Regions from separate parts of the Mus musculus genome. Here regions 2, 3, 4 and 5 are each linked to region 1. A link is a contact called in public promoter capture Hi-C data. All regions are on one chromosome and are shown on one strand. Each heading gives the region's core, a stretch centred on a gene start, on an enhancer-like site or on the middle of the called end of the contact. The rest is flanking DNA. Distances are from core to core; before and after follow the strand shown.

What was found. Promoter capture Hi-C pulls out the DNA fragments that hold promoters and counts their contacts.
Region 2: a promoter capture Hi-C map of liver shows a contact between it and region 1, with 2.5 times the contacts expected there. The contact joins the promoter of Elfn2 here to the promoter of Fam227a in region 1.
Region 3: a promoter capture Hi-C map of embryonic stem cells shows a contact between it and region 1, with 3 times the contacts expected there. The contact joins the promoter of Gga1 here to the promoter of Fam227a in region 1. A contact is called at or near these places in 4 of 39 promoter capture datasets (the C10 cell line, embryonic stem cells and liver) and 1 of 115 datasets of contacts at active chromatin or transcription factors (bone marrow-derived macrophages).
Region 4: a contact with region 1 is called in a promoter capture Hi-C map of the C10 cell line, with 2.0 times the contacts expected there. The contact joins the promoter of Sh3bp1 here to the promoter of Fam227a in region 1. A contact is called at or near these places in 2 of 39 promoter capture datasets (the C10 cell line and liver).
Region 5: a promoter capture Hi-C map of hippocampal neurons shows a contact between it and region 1, with 2.6 times the contacts expected there. The contact joins the promoter of 1700088E04Rik here to the promoter of Fam227a in region 1. A contact is called at or near these places in 4 of 39 promoter capture datasets (the HPC-7 cell line, hippocampal neurons, liver and 1 more), 1 of 15 datasets of contacts at CTCF or cohesin (large pre-B cells), 1 of 484 Hi-C or Micro-C datasets (B cells), 5 of 115 datasets of contacts at active chromatin or transcription factors (astrocytes, bone marrow-derived macrophages, embryonic forebrain and 2 more) and 5 of 9 other capture datasets (adipose tissue, embryonic stem cells, liver and 2 more).

The regions. Positions count from the first base shown.
Region 1 is chr15:79,656,757-79,660,560 of GRCm38.p6, forward strand. It overlaps Fam227a (family with sequence similarity 227, member A), which reads right to left and starts at 2,200. Exons shown (of 18, transcript NM_029407.1): 1 at 1,925-2,200. Cby1 (chibby family member 1, beta catenin antagonist) reads left to right here and starts at 2,471. Exons shown (of 5, transcript NM_028634.3): 1 at 2,471-2,537.
Region 2 is chr15:78,716,638-78,720,441 of GRCm38.p6, forward strand. Elfn2 (leucine rich repeat and fibronectin type III, extracellular 2) reads right to left here and starts at 2,134. Exons shown (of 2, transcript NM_001358692.1): 1 at 1,767-2,134.
Region 3 is chr15:78,875,203-78,879,006 of GRCm38.p6, forward strand. Gga1 (golgi associated, gamma adaptin ear containing, ARF binding protein 1) reads left to right here and starts at 1,988. Exons shown (of 17, transcript NM_145929.2): 1 at 1,988-2,415. The coding sequence starts at 2,373.
Region 4 is chr15:78,897,669-78,901,472 of GRCm38.p6, forward strand. It overlaps Sh3bp1 (SH3-domain binding protein 1), which reads left to right and starts at 2,100. Exons shown (of 18, transcript NM_001316684.1): 1 at 2,100-2,293; 2 at 3,478-3,520; 3 at 3,731-3,804. The coding sequence starts at 2,235.
Region 5 is chr15:79,139,042-79,142,845 of GRCm38.p6, forward strand. It overlaps 1700088E04Rik (RIKEN cDNA 1700088E04 gene), which reads right to left and starts at 2,210. Exons shown (of 7, transcript NM_138581.2): 1 at 2,114-2,210; 2 at 1,840-1,951; 3 at 197-259. The coding sequence starts at 1,942. Polr2f (polymerase (RNA) II (DNA directed) polypeptide F) reads left to right here and starts at 2,284. Exons shown (of 5, transcript NM_027231.2): 1 at 2,284-2,393. The coding sequence starts at 2,374.

The DNA of each region.
Region 1 (3,804 bases), core at 950-3,449:
GCAGCTGGGACTGCCGATCCCCTGCTCAGAGTTAGCATTTGATAGCATGTGAAATGCAGACTGCGGTACTGGTCCTCCGTCACCATCAACGTCGAGCCACTCGGTGACTATTTACTGAGGACTTCCCACAGACTAAAAAGTGTGCTCCAACTGGGCACAGGATGGTAAACTGAGCCAGACTGGATCCATAGCCCTAGTGGGGCTATTGAGGTAGACTTGTAAAATTAAAATAAGTACATAATTATAAAGTATAATTCATCAAAATTCTGTATGTAATGATGAATTATATAACTCATGACTGCTTCCAAAGAAAGTACATAGGGTTATGAGGTGACAGTGTGGTTTTGGGTATTTGTTGTTGTTGTTTTTGTTTTTGAGACAGTGTCTCACCATGACGTAGCCCTGGCTGGCCTGGCACTTGCTATGTAGTCCGAGCTGGCCTCCAACTCACAGAGCTCCTCCTGCCTCTGCCTCTGAAGTGCTGCAACAGTTTGTTCTGACCTAGTTACGGAGGTCAAGGTGCTGAAGGAAGAGCAGGAGTTAACTGGCTGATGGGGAGAAGAAACAGCTCCCAGACAGAGGGCAACGAGGCTGGAAGGAAAACACTCCTGGATGCTGCCCAGCCCCACGGCCACTAGCCACACACCAAAACAAAAGTTCTGAAATTTGGTTAGCGTGACTAAAGAAATTAATAACCAATACATGGTAAAAATTTAAAATATTTGTTTATTCGTATTTTGGACAAACCGAGTTAAGTGCAACAATAGTCAAGTTAATTTAATCTGTTTTGAATTGACTTGTTAAAAAGCCTAGGGCCGGGTATGGAGCACTAGCCTTTAATCCCAGCGCTCTGGAGAAAGAGGCGGGAGGACTTTTGTAAGTTGGGAGAGCAGCCAGAACTACATATTGAGCCCCAGTCTCAAATATCAAACAAACAAAGCGGGGCTGGTGAGATGGCTCAGTGGGTAAGAGCACCCGACTGCTCTTCCGAAGGTCCGAAGTTCAAATCCCAGCAACCACATGGTGGCTCACAACCATCCGTAACGAGATCTGACTCCCTCTTCTGGAGTGTCTGAGGACAGCTACAGTGTACTTACATATAATAAATAAATAAATAAATCTTAAAAAAAAAAAAACAAACAAAGCAAAAGGGTAGGGGTTGAAGGCAGGCTGGGTGTGTGTCTGTAATTCCAGCACTGAGAGGCTGAGGCAGGAGGATGAGATAAGGAGTACCCAGGGAGACTTTATCTCAAAATACGAAAGGTGCTTCGGGGATAGCACCGGTAGAGGGCGCACAAGGTTTAATATCAAAAAGCTTCTAGAGCCTGGCGGTGGTGGCGGACGCCTTTAATCCCAGCACTTGGGAGGCAGGCGGATTTCTGAGTTTGAGGCCAGCCTGGTCAACAGACTGAGTTCCAGGACAGCCAGGGCTACACAGAGAAACCCTGTCTCGAAAAAAACAAACAAGCAAACAAACAAACATACAAACAAACAAACAAACAAAAAAACTTCTAGAATGATCGCAACTTTCAAATGTGTTCTGCTTTATGTTTCTGTAGCGGTTGCTACACTAGATATGGTTGATTTTGATGTGGAATTCTCTCTTCGAACGCTGTGTGGCAAAGGTGGAGGAAGACTGCTTGGAGCTGGGTCCTGTCCTTTATGGTGGGATGACCTCGTACACCCACTAGGCAGCCAAGAAACGCCTCCTGGATGGCCATTTCTTCATTTACCAAACCGAGCTACAATGTCCTTAGGACTTGAGGAATCCTGGAGCTGACTCTCCAGTTCTCTACCCCTTGTACACTGGGCAACCTTCCCTGGACCTCAGTTTCCCTTGCTTGTGGGAGTGTGGAGGAGGCAAGACTGGCAGGAGCCAGTTTGCTACTGGCAGGGAGTCGTCATATCTGTCCGTCTGTCTTACCTGAAAGCTTCGGCAGAAGCGTCAGGGCGGGTTCCGCCACCAGCCCCTCCAGTGACCGGACCAAGCTCCGGATGTCCGCCAGCATCCGCGGCCCAAGGGGCGCGGTTTGCTTTGTGGCCGGGGCGGGGGAGCTGCAGGTCGGTCCATTTTGCTACTGTGAGTCCAGCCTGGGTCACCACTTAACATTTTTAACACAACAAAGCAGCTTTCGGCCTGCTTTGTTGCCAAGGAAAACGATTACTATGACGACGGCGGCGCTGACCCGGGGACCAGACCAACGTATTTAGGGGGTCATGCCTCTCCCAGCCTATGCCACAAGGCATGTGTGTATCTCCAGAAGTCGTGCCCAAGGCATGTGTGTATCTCCAGAAGTCGTGCCCAAGGCTTTCTTCTATTCGTGAACCTTAGAGAGTCCGCAGGGGCTCCGCTGCTTCGCGGAGGCTCGTCTCGGAGCTGGCTCCCTCTGCATTCTCAGTGGTAGAAGCCAGAGAGGCTGCGCATGCGCACGATGGTTGCCCGGCGCCGGCCAATCGCGGTCGCGGCGGTTGACGCGGCCTGGGCAGATCCTTGCAGAAAGCTGCAGGCTAGCTCGGGATTCCGGCTTCGCAGACAGGTACCTCTGGGAGCGGCGGGCGGATATCCGTGCCAGTAGTGGTGGGTGGGATGCCCGGGTACCCCTGGAGAAGCGGGCAGGCTGGACCGTGGCATGCTCCGCGGGCACCTCTTGCGACGGAGACTCGGAGATGGTGTTTTGACCCCATCCTTTGAAGGTCTTCTCCTAACCCGTACAGAACTCTTTGGGTTTTGTGACCCGTGAGACTGGCTGGCTCTTAACTTTTTCGAGACACCTTTCCCTTTGAGAATCCAGTGAAAACCAAAGATGCTTCCTTCCTTTATTTTTTGTCAGAATGAAGAGAATGTATTTTATAGCCTGATGCAAACTAAAGCTTCGCACAGTAAGTGCATTTCCCTGTAAAGGGGGACAATTTGATCTACTTCTCAGGGTCATGGTGAGCATCAAATGTCCCAACAGTTTGTAAACATGAAAGCACTCTTAACCTACGAGCTGCAGGCTGTTATCATTCGTGATTATAAATAAGGGACGTCACTGGCCGGAGAAATGGATCAGAGTCTCAGAGAACTGGTTGCTGTTGCAGAGAACTGGGATTCGATTCCCAGCTCACAAACGCCAGTAACTCTAGTTGTAGAATCTGCAGACACAAGGCACGACCATGGTATCCCAGGCAAAACACTCAGACACATTAAAAACAACAGCAAACAAAGCCTTTGAGGCCCTTGGGGGATGATAAAACGTTGGACTCCCCAGAGGGTGAGCAACAGGGTTGGTTGGGAACCAAGTGCAAACCTTTAATTTTCTTGGCCCATAGTCTTCTATGAGAGAGCTTCCCTAAAGAACCCTAGGATACCTTGAACGGTGTGTGTATGTGTGTGTGTTTAAAAAAAAAAATCTGTGAAGGGGACTAGAGAAAAGGCTCAGTGAATGTGGGTACTTGCTGCTCAAGTGTGAGACCATGGATTCAAGTCCCCAACATCTCAGTTAAAAGCCTACCACAAGCCGGCGCGTGGTGGCACACGCCTTTAATCCCAGCACTCGGGAGGCAGAGGCAGGCGGATTTCTGAGTTCGAGGCCAGCCTGGTCTACAAAGTGAAGTTCCAGGACAGCCAGGGCTACACAGAGAAACCCTATCTCGAAAAACCAAAAAAAAAAAAAAAAAAAAAGCCTGCTACAAGCTCGGACCCCTGCAATGCTAACACTGTTGGTGGCGGAGACAGGATTGCTTGTGCTCGCTGGCCGCCAGTCTAGCTCCAGGTTCAGTGAGAGACCCCATCTAAAGGGAATGCAACAGGACACCTGACGT
Region 2 (3,804 bases), core at 884-3,383, 940 kb before region 1:
GATGTCACACCCCAAGGTTCTCACTGACATCACACACACACACACACACACACACACACACACACACACACACACACACACACACACTTCTTTCTCCCGGTGTCTTACTCTTCTTTTCCTGCCTGAAGGCTGGTGGCCCAGAGGTCCCCCTGTCCACCATGCATGACAAGAGGGTCCACAGATAGCTAAGACAGCAGCAATGTGCGTTCATCCACATACCAGACAACATTGACACGCATGTGCAAGCCCACTGTTGATCTAGACATAACATGTCCCACAGGTGTCCACAGGGTACAGAAACAGTTAGAGCCAAGCACACACACACACACACACACACACACACACACACACACAGAGGCAAACATGCCTAGCCCTCGTGATGCAGCTCCGGGTGTTGAGATGCCCCTCCTCCGTCAGCGAAGCCAACAGCCAGGGCTGCAGCTTCTACTACATTCCTCCAGGTACTGCCGAGCAGCTGCCCCTTCCCCCAGCTTCTCCTCCCACAGCCTGGCCTGCTGACAGTGACATCCGCAGCCGGACACAGGAGCACGCGCGCACACACATGCACGCGCACTCAGCACACACAGGCGCACACACACACCCCAGTTCAACACCTGTATCTCTCAACAAGGAGCCAGCTGCAGGGTAAGAAGAGTCCAGAGCCCTGGGAAGTACCCTTAAGTACCACATGTATCCAGATCTGGCTGAGATTCTGAGCAGTGTCCCCGGCTCATTCTCCTTGGTCATGCCTGACACACCGAGGCCTGGCAGCCTCTATCCTCCTCCACACAATCTCCCCAAGTACGCAGATTCAGAGAGAGAGAGAGAGAGAGAGAGAGGGAGAGAGAGAGAGAGAGAGAGAGAGAGAGAGAGAGACGCACACAGGCACATACAGACACACAGACACATACAAGCTCTCTCCCCTCCAAATATTCCAAGGAAGCCCTGCTGAGCCACAGATTGTGTGTGTGTCTGTGTGGCAATGGGGGTCTATCCTGAGTCAATACACATCCTTTCCACATGCATATACCACCCCACCAGCCAACACACCCACCCTCTACCCCCTCCTAGCCAGTAGCAGTACACACACACACACACACACACACACACACCACTAGGCAATGGTGGGGCTCAGTCAGAGCTGCAGTCTGTCCGTTTATGCTGGTGCTTCTGTCCCACACCAGCCCTGCCGAGGGGAAAAAAATCCAAGTCCTTGCAAGGGTCCCAGCATACCCTAACTCTGGTCCCCCTACTACATTCACAGTGCCCCTGAGAGATAGGGGGCAAGTCGAAAGCCGGTCCCTTCCCCCTGGGCTAGAGATCTAGCCACCCTGTGAAGCCCCCCTTACCAGTGAGATGAATTCCTTGACCCGCCACGACTCAGTGAAAAGCGGGCCGGAGCTCTGGTTCGCCAAAATGGGGGCCAGAGAGGTGCGGCGTGGTACTGGCTAGCAAAACCCTGCTCAAGCTTCTGCATCACCACCGCGAAAATGTTCACCTCGACGCTCGTCCTCCCTGCCCTCCCACCACGCCTCCGCCCAGCCTCTCCCCCACCACCTTGCGCAGGGTGGTCCCTTGGGGGTCTTATGGGGGATCCCCAGACCAAGAAGAACCAAGAAGAGTGGCTCTCCCTGCCTCATCCTCCCCTCCCAGGTCCCTTTCCAAGCCCCACCCCCGCTGGCGGCCAGGGAGCCCTCAGCTCAGCCTGGATTCCCGGGGTCCCCGCCAGCCGCCTGCAGCACTCGGATCCGGAGGAATCCACTCACCTCCAGTCCTGACTGGGATCCGAGCGGGATGCCACCACCTCCCGGCAGCGGCTGCTGCGGGGCCTGCGCCGGAGAGCGAGCGTGAGCGCGGGTGCGAGTGTGCGCGGCGGCCGGCCGTGGCTCTGTGCGTGTCGTGTGTCTGTGGCGTGGCCCGGGCGTGTGTGTCTGTGAGCGTGCGTGTGCGCGCAGACACTGCCACCCCCGCCTCCCGCCGCGTAGGGCTGCTGCCCGCAGAGGGCCCGGGTGCTGGGCGGAGGACCTCAGGGGCTGGCGATCACTGCGTCTGTCGGTCCGTCCGGCTCTGTAGCCAGATCCCTTCACAGGCCTCTCTCCGCTGCAGACCCTCCCGCCCCTCCGCCGTCTGCTTCCACGGCCACAAGCGCGCTCCCAGACACACGCCACGGGGCGGGGGCCGCGCTGGGCTCTGGCGCTACTGCAGCTGCAGCGCCCTGTGAGGTGGCTGCACCGCGGACCGCCAAGCCCCGGGCACCCGCCGAGCGCGCCCCCCGGCCCCGCCCCACCTCGGCCACCTCTCTCCGGGCTATGTCTCAGTTCACCCCACCACCGCCTCCTCCAGCTCATTCAACAGCTGGAGGCAAAGTTGCCCCGGGTGCAGCGCCCTGCTCGAGGACAATCTCATCCCCAACCCCGCTTCCCCCCTTCCCATGCCCGAGCACCCCTTTCCGCCTGCGCCCTGACCCGGTGTTCCGCGTGTAACCACTGGAGAGCACTGCGGTGGAGCTGCTGCGTTCCCATTTTGCAGGCGGGACAGCTGAGGCGGGTGAGCAGAGTGCTTGCCCAAAGTTTATACAGCGAGTCCGAGTCCGTGGAGTCTCCCAATTCTCCCTGCCTCCAAACCAAGGCATTTGGCTACCCCTCGCTGCCTTACCCCATCCCCGGGAGCATATTGGGCTCTGTGGCCACAAAGAGAAACTTCCTAAGGCCTTCCTGGCCACAGCTTAAGCTCCGCTTCAAACACAGACACCACCACCATCACCACCACCACCACCACCTGCAAGGGAGTCTCCCTGCAAGGCAGCGGTAGTTGAGGCTCTGCACCCGAAGCTGGGCACACAAGCAGCTGGTGGGAGTCTGGGCTGATGTCAGGAGTCTCCTCCAGCCGTTGTGACCCGCCAACCCAGACAGTTGAGCTCTGCCGCCGCCAGACTTTGTGCTTCGCAATCACTTTTCCGGGCCGCATTCACCAGAGCCTGTCCTCAGGTGGTGCACAGCGACTCAGCCCGGCTGCTGGAACTCCTAACAGGCCTGGGCTGAGTCTGGACAGATGAATGGGAGCTGATGGGTAGGAGTTGCTCAGCTGAAGGAAGTGGAGAAGGGTATCCCAGACTGCGGGAACGACATGTGCAAAGTCACAGAGGCGGAAAGCATCCTGGTGTACTTAGTACAGAGGGACCCGTGGAGTTGGGTAGCACTAGAGCAGAAAGAAATGCTGTACAAAATCGCCTCGCTCTTGTCATCCGAGGACAGGAAAGTAGCCCAGGATAGGACCAGAAGGGTAGATAAGCGCTGAGACCCAGGCCACCTGTTATGTCACAATTTAGAGAGACTGTGGGGTGTCTCACCTCTAAGCCTCCCGACCTGTACCTTTTTGAGTGGCAGGCGCATTTCTTCCTACCCATCCTTCAGATCTTCTTTGCAGACCCAATGAAACCTTATGCTGCCTCTGTCTACTAACCTAATCCCCTTCCCCGAAGAGGGACCATAAGAACTCAGGGTTCCCTAACCGAGGCTAGGCACCGAGGTGGGTCCAGCTCCAGTAGCACACACCCCACCCCCGCCCCTACCATCCCCCACCCCACCATCTCCCGATCCCACCTCCGCCAAGCTCGCTTCTGTTGAAGAGACGGCTGCCCCTGCGCCCTCTAGCGGATCAAATGCGCGACTGCAGAAAACTCCCTGTGGCTCGCGTGTGCTGAGGTGGGCGCTGGCAGAGGCCTACTAAATCCAGCCCTGGTCCAAGACATTGAGCACTGACTCTGGGAAGCACCAGGCATAGAATTGCAAAGTAACATCTCTG
Region 3 (3,804 bases), core at 738-3,237, 780 kb before region 1:
ATGAGCTGCTGCTCGTGCCTCAGGAGGATTACCCTGCCTGAGTCTACTGAGCTGGGAAGACCTGCCCACTGTGGGTGGCACCATCCCCGATGGGGAACCTGTACTGTGTGAGTGGAGAAAGGGCGGGAAGCAGTGTGCATTCCACACTCTCTCTGCCCTGTTTCTCAGCTGCAGCTGTGATGGGCCCAGCTGCCACCGCCTTGATTTCTCCTCCCCTTGAATTGTGGGAAACCCTGTCTTCTTTAAGTTGCTTTTATCAGAGCAGTTTAATCACAGCAACAGGAAAAGAAACTCAGGGATTCACCAGATGCAATGCTTCAGGATGAGACTTCCCAGAGGCAGGGAGGGACACAAACCACAAGCATGCAAAGAAATACACTGTGGGGCAGCTGGAGGTTAGAGCTCAGGTGGTGATGTGTCTGCCTAACATGTTTATATGAAATGCTAGGTACCACAGAAATCGCCAGCTTGGGCTATAAGGACTCTAGATGGAGGCAGAAGTAGCTGGAGATGTCTCTCAGTTGGTAGCGTGTTGCTTAGCTTGCAAGAAGTCCTATTCTCTTGCAGGTGTGGTGATGCACGCAGAAGGTGGAGAAAGAAGGATCAGAGATCAAGTCTATAGTGCGTTCAAGGCCTGCCTAGGCTTACAGGAGACCCTGCCTCTGTCGCTCCACCAAAAGTGCCTGTGAGTAGTGATCTGACTTTAAATCAATTTGGCAAATGCAGTTTGGGTTTTTGTTTTGGGTTTTGTTCTGTGTAGCCCTGGGTCCTGGAACTCGCTCCGTAGACCAGGCTGACTTTGAACTCGGAGATTCACCTGCCTCTTCCTCTCAAGTGCTAGGTGGCGTGCGCCACCACTGCCCGGCCTGCAGTTGGGTTTTATTTCATTAACAATTTTAAAAATAAAGAAAACAAAGCAGGCGGAGCCCATCTTGTTACCCTCTCCCGTATCTTATAGGTTGCAGGAGAGAATTAAACGTCTCACTGAGAGTTGGGTTCAGAAGAAAACCCGACTGAAATGAGGTAACTGGTTCTGCAAGGTGAATACTGATCCCTCCAAGGCCACAGGCATGCGGAACTGGATTCGCCGGTTCCTTGGTCTCAGATGCTCTTTAACTCTTCCTGGCACAGGCTCGCTGGAGAGGGCACAGTAGCCAGTTCCCCCGACGGCCGCCAGAGGCTACAGAGAGCGAACTGGCATTCCTGAGAATTAGCCAAGGCGACCGCAGAGGGTGGAAAAAGCGGGTGAAAGTACCTCACATTTTGCCTCCTCCTAAACCACCTCAAAAAAAGAGCCTGACGTCGTCACCATTCCAGTTTGGGGAAAGATAACCTCTCATTTTGCCACCACCTCTCTGGCTTCCCCATCACCTTGAGAGTGTTACGTGCTTTGAGATACGATATTCCACACTGGCCTTGAACTGATAACCTCCTGCCTCTGTCTGATAAGTGCGGGCGTTATCATCACCTTGTAGGATATATATCTGGCCTTGTCTTTCTCTCCAGGGCTGGGCACCGAATAACCCAAATGCAAGGAGTTTCTAAACTGAATGCAGAATTAAGTACTCGGTGCAAGCACTGACCCCTAATGACCTCAGGCAAACTCATAACCTGGCTCCCGGGTTTGAATGTAGATTCATAGGTTAAGAAAAAAAAAAGACTTAGCCCTTTGCTGGGCGTGGTGGCACACTTCTTTAATGTCTGCACTTGGGAGGCGGAAAAAGGCGGATCTCAGGAATTCCACGCCAGCCTATTCTACAGAGCGAGCTTCAGGACTGCCAGAGCAAGACAGTGAGCCCTTGTCTCAAAGGGGAAAAAACTGCTCAGAACAATGCCTAGGGCTTTAAGAGCTAAACAAACGTTAGCTTAACCTCATCGCGTTGGCGGCGGCCACAGTGCCCAGTTGCCCTTTTAAGGGACTTTGACATCTTCCCACGTAAGCGGAAGTACCCCTGAGGGCTCCGGAAGTGACTTCAGAACCCCTTCAGAAACATGGCTCCGGAGCGTTGTCCCGGAAGCGGTCACGGGTCTCTGCGTGACGCTAACTGAGTTAGAGCGGTCCCGCGGGGTTTCTATGGTGCCGCCCGCCACCCCCAGGCTCTCCTCTTCCTCTCCCGCCCGAGCGCCCGGAGCTGCGAGGCCGCCGACCAGCCCCACCGGCGACTCCGCCAGCCGCCAGGGGGAGGGGCGCCGACGAGGCGACGCTCTAGGCGGCTCCACCCGCGTCTCGATGGTGCCCGGCGTCCCGGTGCCGCGTTCCTACTCCGCGGGGTGGACGCGGCCCCTTTAACCGGCCGAGGGCGGAGCCGAGGAGTTCCCGCGAGAGCGGCCGGGGGGCGGGGGGCGGCGCCGAGGCCGGGGGCCCGTGGCGGATGGAGCCCGCGATGGAGCCGGAGACTCTGGAGGCACGAATCAGTGAGTGTCCGGGAGGGGCGCGAGCCGGACCGGAACCGGAACCGGGGGCGCGAGGCTGGCCCCTCTCTCTCTCCCGGCGGGGCGGGGTCCGCGCGCCCCCTCCTCACGCCCCGCCCCCCGACCCGGAGGGGCGGCGCCCCAGTCTGTCGCTCCGCTCGGACCCTGGCAGCTGCGCGCAGCCTGGCCGGGAGCGGGCGCCGCCCACCCACCCCGGTGACCCGGTGGCGCAGAGTTATCCCGGACCCCCGAAGGCCCTGCCTGTTGCACCAAAGCGCAGACCCTCGAGTCTTCCCCTAGAGGGATCCCCCCACTTCCTCAGGGCCTGAGTCTTTCAAACCCTGTGCCCGCAGCTCTTCTTAGATCTGCTCGGTCCCCCAGCCCAGGAAAGGGGGGACCCCTGGCCCATCTGATCCAGCTCTGTCCGCGCCTGGAGAAACTCCCAGTGCTTGAAAGGGTCCCGTCTAAGACTCCATAAGGAAATCAAGTTCTCTGTCGTTATACCCAAGCCCAGCCTTGCTTTGCGTCCCAGATTGCTTTCCTAGCCCCTGCTGAGCCTCCTCCCCAGGCCTCTGTCCTTGTTTCCTGTCTCCTTCGAAACAGCTTCCTCCAACTCTGGCTTCCAAGCCCCATCCTCTGTTCTCCCTGTCCCACACTGCTTGTTGAAGATCCTTGGCCTTGCCAACCCCATTCCTGAACTCTGCCCCTGGGAGCTGCAGGTTGGCTCTTCTGGTCCATTTAGTGACAGGTCTGTCCCAAGGCCTTTCAGGGATGTGACCCAGAGAAGCCTTCCGGTCTATCCTCAAGCTCAACCTCCTGGTCTGAGATATAGCAAGGATCTGTGCAGGGTGGTGTGGGCCGACATGGTCAGCATCTTTGAAGCCAGCCTCGAAGGAAGTTGAACTGGAAGGTTGATTCCCAGAGCTCACCGATCTGGGGGGGGGGGGGGGGGCGGAGGAGAGTCAGCCTGGCAGTGGGGTTGATTGGTGGTTAGAAGGAGACAGTGACCATGGACTGCATGAGATACAGTACTGCACGGGTCTCAGGAGGTCAGAGGTAAAAGAGGACCATAGATATTTTCCCCATCTGTCTTAGTCAGGGTTTCTATTCCTGCACAAACATCATGACCAAGAAGCAAGTTGGGGAGGAAAGGATTTATTCAGCTTACATTTTCCACATTGCTGTTAATCACCAAAGGATGTCAGGACTGGAACTCAAGCAGGTCAGGAAGCAGGAGCTGATACAGAGGCCATGGAGGGATATTCTTTACTGGCTTGCTTTCCCTGGCTTGCTCAGCCTGCTCTCTTATAGAACCAAGACTACCAGCCCAGAGATGGTCCCACCCACAATGGGCCTTTCCCCCTTGATCACTAATTGAGAAAATGCCTTACA
Region 4 (3,804 bases), core at 850-3,349, 760 kb before region 1:
GTCAGATCCAGAAGGCCCCAGGTCTGGCTGCAGGAACAGCAAGAGCCAAGACAGGAGGAAGGGGCGGGGCAAGAGCTTGGATGGGTTGATAATACACTCTAGTCATTTCTTAACAAAAAAACAAAAAAGAAACCTGCTATTTCAGCCAAGGGAGCTGTCCCCTCCCCAGGCTAGTTAGGGCTAGGCCGGGACAAGCCAAGAAGGCGTAGGGTATAAGCCAGGACTGCCTTGAAGTACCTTTCAGACCAACCCTGGACATGAAGGCAGAAGCACCGTAGAGATCAGAGACTTCCCTGGAGGCATGAAGGTGCTAGCCTGGAGCGGGAATCGTCCTAAGGCTCATCCGGTAGAATGTACCCACTGCCAAATCAGGGAAAACTGAAACGCAAAAATGTTCTGGGTAGGACCGGGAGGATGGAGAAAAAAAGGGCCAGGACTAGAAGCAAGATGTTGTCTTACCCATTAGGAGGCCAGGTCTATACCACTCTAGTATCTCCCCAAGGCTGACACCTCTCTAGAATCTTTTTTTTTTTTTAAAGATTTTTATTTATTTACTAAGTATACAGTGTTCTGCCTGTATGCATGCCTGCAGGCCAGAAGGGAACACCAGATCCCATTACAGATGGTTGGGAGCCACCATGTGGTTGCTGGGAGTTGAACTCAGGACCACTGAAGAGCAGTCAGTGCTCTTAACTGCTGCGCCATCTCTCCAGCCCCCTCTTTAGAATCTTTTGCCATCTCTTCTCCAAACACTGGGCAGCAGCCTTCCTTCCCATCGGAAAAAGAAAGACAAGGAAGCTGCTCTGCCTTCTCAACTCCCCATCAGAGAGCCAGGATTCCACTGATGAGAGGCTGTGGCTGTTCCTGGCCAGTATGTTCTGGCTGCAGCAGCTGCTGGGACCCCTCTGGGCTCCTCCCACACTCGATAGGACTTCTTAAATGGGGAAAGCGGCTGAGTGAACACCATGTGCCAGACCTGTGCTGGGTACACAGAGATGTCTGGAGCAAAGGGAAGTCTTTGAGGAGCACACCAACTCTCTACCCCCACACAGTAGGTGCTCAAGTGGTATGGCTCTGAACTGAAACTAAGAGAGCAAAGCTTGGTGTGGTGCACAGGGCTTCCTGTAGTCACCCTTCCCCCTCCCAAGCCTGAAGGGTGCATACTGAAGTCAGCTTGCAGTTGCCCACCGGCTCTCTTGCTCTGTAGCTATGAACACCTATTGTATGCTCAGGCTGGTGTTCAGCGGAACATTTCAAAGAGAAAATCGGGTTTGGGGGTTCAGAGCAGCACCCATACATATCAAGGCCTGACAAGAAGGAAGGGCAGGCGCCTGGGACATTTGCTAAAAGAAATGAGAAAGAGTTTTACAAATAGGGGAAGCGGTCAAAGCTTGGGACTCTTTAAAGTGTAGAGTGACAGGACCTCAAGGGCTGACGAGCAGACCAAGCAGACCAGGGTATCTTGTTTACCCTGTGGCATAGACTGGACAAGGACAGTTGTCCTACCAAGCTACTATACACAATGAATGCAGAATTTTGGGGACTGATCCAAGGACATTAGTATCTGGTAGTCCCAGGTACCCCAAGTTCTGAGCCAGTGGTCCAGCAGGCAAGGGGGATGGTCAGGGAATAGTATGGTGGAGAAGAAGTCCCCAGGCAGCATCCCCTAGTGACTGGCCTGCACAGGTCCTGAAGGCCTGTCCCTTCTAGGCAGCCTTCCTTTCCCTCTAAGAGAGCAAAGGTTGTTTATACCCAGGGCGGTGATGGCAGGAGCAGCTTACCTGCTTCCCGCCACCCGCCGCGGTGACAGGACAGGCTGCGGGAAGGAAGAGCCCGCACTCAACTGCGGACCTCAGAGAGACAGACCGACGGACACTCGGCAGGCGGGTCGGACAACCCGGGGGTCGTTGAGGCCCGGAAGCAGAGAGAGAGAGAGAGAGAGAGAGAGAGAGAGAGAGAGAGAGAGAGAGAGAGAGAGAGAGAGACTCCAAACTTGAGAGAGAGAGAGACTCCAAACTTGGAGAAAGGAGTGACCTGGGGGCCGGGGGCGGAGTCGTGAGCGGGGGAGGAGAGCGCCCGCGCCAGCGCCAGCACCAGCCAGAGGAGCGCGCCGGCCCAGGAAGCCAGAGCGCCGCCCACCCATCCGGGGCGAAGCGCGCGGGGAAGCAGGCTGGGCCGGGGGCTGCCAGCCTCAACCCCCAAGGTGACTCCTCGGCCCCCTGCCCGGACCCAAGATGATGAAGAGGCAGTTGCACCGCATGCGGCAGCTGGCCCACACGGGCAGCTCGGGACGGTGAGTGTCACCCGCTTCTAGCCGTGCTATCGTTTCGCAGGACCTGAGCGAGCGCAGGAGAGTGGGGAACTGGTCACAGAGGTCGAAGATATCTAGGCAGCGGCCCTCTGGCATGCCAGAGCCCTGACCTCGTTTCCTGGGGTCTGAAGTCACTGTGGTCGCACAAGCATAGCTGGCTTTTGCGGGCGGTGGAGGGGGAGCGGGGGAAGGCACCTCCATTCCCGGTTGGAGAGGCTGCTGCAGAGAGCAGAATGCGTCCTGAGCCAAGACGCTGCCTGGAACCTCATTTGTCCCCTCCGGACAATGGGAACAGTTAGCCACCTCTAACTGGAGGGAAGGGGAGGAACGGAGCCGATCGGGGGCCCCAGACCCTGGGGGAAGGGACTGGCAGTGTTCTGGCCTGGGGAGGAGGGGCCTGCTCTGCTCTGGGTGTCCGTCCCCTCCCCCAACCCAGGGGCCTCCTGCCATTTGGTCCTGCTTCTGCTTTTCGTAGGCTCAGGTAGAGACACCCCTTGGTCTCCTCGGTTCCCAGCCCCAAAACTATGGGAGCGGAAGTTTGGGGAGTTTCTCGGAGCCTTTCTTTCTGTCCCTCTTCCCCAGCCTGGGAGTTCCCCATTCTTTGGGCCCAGAGAGGTGACCGTGTATCCAGAAACTTGATCCAGACCTTGCAGTGACACAAACACTTATATGTACCTACGAAGCCAAGCCACTCTGCCCTGAACCCATGTCCCTATGTATCCTTGGGCAGAGTCCCCAGACCTGCCCACAGCTGCAGTCCAATGTCGTATGCCTGTGGGCCTGGCCACCCCGGAGACCAGCTTCCACACTTCCCGTTCTGGGGGCCAGCTTAGGCCTCCTCTTTCCGGGCCAGGCAAACTATTTAGGGGGATGGGGAGATGAGAAACTTTTCCTCTGTCCCGAAGTTGGGCCCTGGGTAGCTCCCTCCTGCTTTTTTCGGTGTCATGGGTCCACCCTCTCCCAGGACACAGCCCTGGGTGGAGGAGGAAGCAGGCATGCATCCTCTTAACTACCATGGAATGTGCTCCAGCTACGATGTGGACGGGCCACCCAGGCTTGGTGGGTCCTGGAAGCATCTTGGGTTCAGGTTCCATGTGCAGGGGTTAGAGGGAGGCAGTGGGTTCCCTAACCCAGACTGACTCATCCAAAGCCCCCTTCCCCCACAGCACCCCGGAGACTGCCGAGTTTTTGGGTGAGGACCTGCTGCAGGTACGTGCCTGGGCCTGGGCGGGCTGGGCTGGGAGGCAGGCCCATGCAGGCTGTCAGTATAGAGGCTGGCAGGCGGGGACAGCAGTCAAGGGCCTGGTTGTGTCATTCCCTGCTGGCCAGGGAAGGCCCAGGAGGGAAGAGAAAAGTGATTCTTGTTCTAGGGGAGACACAGTATACAGTCCTCACACGCCCCGCCCCTGTACCTCCCAGGTAGAGCAACGGCTGGAGCCAGCTAAACGAGCAGCCCACAATGTTCACAAACGGCTGCAGGCCTGTCTGCAGGG
Region 5 (3,804 bases), core at 960-3,459, 520 kb before region 1:
TCAAAACTAACACTTGGAAGGCAGAGGCAGGCAGACTTCTAATAGATCTGTTCGAGGCCAGCCTGGTTTACAAAGTTCCAGGTCAGCCAGGGCTACACAGAGAAACCCTGTCTCAAGAAAAAAAAAAAAAAAAAAAAAAAAGTATCCCTGGTTCCTTCGCCCAGAAAGTCTCTAGCGTCAGAGTGACTGCCCTTACTTTTCATGGTGTCCATGATGTGGCGTTGCTGGAAGTTTGTCAGTTTAGACTCCTTCATCATAACTGCAAAATAAAGCCGGGGCTGACGTCTGGAGCTTCAGCAGACACACCTCATCCCACCAGGTCCCGCCCTTGCCCGCCCCCCCCCTCCATTCTGCACTGAGCTCCTCCACTCCTCTGCCTACTCCATCTTCTTTAGAGTGCCTGTCACTTAAGGTTCTTTTCCTTTTCTTGTATTTATTCATTAATTTATCTTTTTTTATTTCTCTTTTTATTTATTTGTTTATTTATAGAAACGGTCTCACTTTGTAGCCTGGCTGTCCTGAAATTTGGTATGTACATTGGGCAAGCCTCTAACTCACAAAGACTCACCCACCTCTTTCTTCAGAGTGCTAGAATCAAAGACATGAGCCACTATATGCAGCTTTTCTCCCTTTAAGATTGTATGTGGGCTGGAGAGATGACTCACATATCAAGAGCATATATGATGCTCTTCCAGAGGTCCTGAGTTCAATTCCCAACAACCACGTGGAAGCTCACAACCATCTGTAATGGGATCTGGTGCCCTCTTCTGGCCTGCAGGCATACATGCAGGCCGAACACTATCCATAATAAATAAACAAACAAATCTTAAAAAATAAAAGGTCGTGTGTGTGTGTGTGTGTGTGTGTGTGTGTGCGCGCGCGCGTGCGTGAGTGTGTAGCTATGCGTGTATGGCTGCCTGTGGAGGGCAGGGAAAGGCACTGACTCATAGGAAGCTAGAGTTACACATTGCTTTGACCCACCTGATATGGTTGTGGGGGATTGAACTTGGGTCCTTGAGAATAGCCAGTGCTCTTAATCTCTGAGCCATCTTTCCAGTCCTTATTTTATTTCAAGGATAGGTTCTTACTATATTATCTAGGCTAGCTTTTCTTGGGCTCAGGCAATCCTCCCATTACATATGCCTAAGACACACACACTTTTTTGGTGACTGGCTAACATGGGTGCTGGGGAATGAGCTTTCAAAGGGCAGTACATGTTCCTAACCACTGAGCCAGCTCTCCAACTGTAACACACACAGACTTTTTTGTGTATGGTGTGCTGGGGCTGAAACCCAGACTCCACATCTGCCTAGAATATACTCTGTCACTGAGCAACACCTTCAGCTCTATAATTTTCTCCTGTTCATTTTTCTTGTTACCCTCCTGTGTTATCAGTTTTCTGAGAGCAAGAGTTGTCCTTTGCAATCCTCTCAACACTCTATTCCTAGTACCTAGGACAATATCCAAATCACACATTAGGTTTTTGTCGTTGAATAATTAAGTGCATACATGCTCATTCATGTAGCAGAGGCTGGAGCTACAGTTGTGAGCAGAAACAGGCACGTTTCTTTGCCTGGTGGTGTTCACCATTTAGAAGGTGACACTAAACACCTCTAAGACTGTATAATGTCTAAGCCTGGTGAAGGGAATTGAATTTGGTACTGTGAAGGTCCCACTGCAGTGAGGAGATAGGCTTCATTGAAAGTGCATGTAAAAGATGAACTAACCATTCCAAAATTCTCCATCTCTGGTCTTTGATTCTTCCCCGAACCTTTCAGAATCCCAAGCTCTTAAGGAAAAACCGCACCGCTCGGGTCGTTGATCCCCTAATGCACTGACCTCTGAGCAGCTCACAAGTCCCCGGCGTGTAACCTGCTTGCTTACGGCAGCGGCGGAACCCGGTTCCTTTGGTCACCGAGTCCACCCTTTCCTGGGAAGCCATGGGAGGGCCCTAGGAGGGAGAGAAGCAATGACTCGCCCTAGTTACGCTTCGCAATCCGGACCTCTCATCACGAGCAACCTGGGAGTCTGAGAAGCTGGTGCCCGACCCCTCGGCTCCGGACAGCGCAGTGACCACAGTCCCTATCGTGACGGTCCGGGGAGGAGCGCTCACCTTAGGCGATGACCTGGGCGTGACAGAGCCCTCCGCACGGAGAAACTCCAAGGAGCTAGAGTGTCAGCGTCCTCACTAATCGCTCCTTGTTACCATGGTAACTAGCGACACGCCTCCACGCACGCGCATTAGCGTCTGGTCGGCCGCTGCTTCCCGGAAGTAACTGCGCCTGGGTCACGGCGCAAGCGCAAACTACGCGTGGTGCGGCGAGGGGCAAAGGCGCGCGTTCTCTGCTCTGCGCCCCGGGCGGAGAAGGCATCATGTCAGACAACGAGGACAAGTGAGCACGGGCCACGGAAGGAGGGAGGTCGTGGTGCGAGCAGGGCTCTTGGAGCACAGGCTAGCCCAGCTGCTGGGTTGGTGGGGCGAAGTCTTCAGAACTTCCTACCTCGCGGAGCAATGGGGACAGTGGTCAGAGAGTTCAGTCCGTGTGGCCCCTGTCCTCTGAGCGCTCTCTTTCTGGAAGGGAATGCCAGAGGTGTGTAGCTTGTGTAGTCGTGGAAGTAGGAAGGAAAAAGCAACCCAGAGAATGGCCTGGAAGGCTGGGAGCAGACGCGGGCTTGGGCTAGGTGTGATAGTAGCAGAGGTGGCAGAAGTGGGGATAGACTCTAGAGAGCATGAAGTTTAGTGTTGTTTGAGGCAAGGCCTCACTCTGAAACCCAGGCTGCCCGGGAATTCACTATATAGCTAAGGCTGGCTTTGAATTCGACACAGTCCTCTGCTTCAGCTTCCCAAGTGTTGATATATCTGGCATGAACCACCAGACCCAGCTGGATTATGGACATTTTTTTTTTTTTTTTCCGAGACAGGGTTTCTCTGTATAGCCCAGGCTGTCCTGGAACTCACTTTTGTAGATCAGGCTGAACTCAGGAATTCACCCACCTCTGCCTCCCCAAGTGCTGGGATTAAAGGCGTGCGCCACCACCACCCGGCTGGACATATTTTTATTTTATTTATTTGGAGACCAAATATAACCTTATATCAGGTGGTTCGAACATAGAGATTCATCTACCTCTGCTTTCCAGGTGATTTTTGTTCTTTTTTTTTTTTTTTTTTCCTGAGACAGAGTCTTTCAACATAGTCCTAGCTGTGTCTGGAAGTCACTGTGTAGATTTGGCTGTCCTCAAACTTACAGAGATCTGCCTGCTTTCACCTCCTGAGCACTGGATTACAGGCGTGCGCCACCATGCCTGGATCCTGATATATTTTAAAGATAGAACCTAAAGGATTTCTTGATACGCTGTATATGTTAATCAAGAGAGAAGATGAACTATGGTAGTCCTGATAGATCAGTCAGAATTCAGAGTCTGGGCGTGGTGGTTCACACCTGTAATCCTAGCACTTGGGAGGCTACTGCAGGGGAATTGTCCTGAACTAGATGTCAACATAGTGAGTCTCAGGCCAGCCTGAGTTACATACTGTGCAGTAAGATTGACTTCAAAACAAGCATACAAAATACAGTCAAAAATGCAATGAAAGCAGAGATGACGGCGTTGACCAGGGCAGTGATTGCCACCAGAGAAGAGATGGTGAGTGAGTGACTTGGGGGGAAGAGAACCCAGAAAAGCATCCCCTCCCCCAGAGTGGGAGGCAGGAGGGAGGAGCCAGGTATGCTGGCTGTCCAGGGGAAGGGTTCAGCATTGTAAAGATCCTTAGTGAAGCTGGGGGTGGTGCAAGCCTTTGATTCCAGC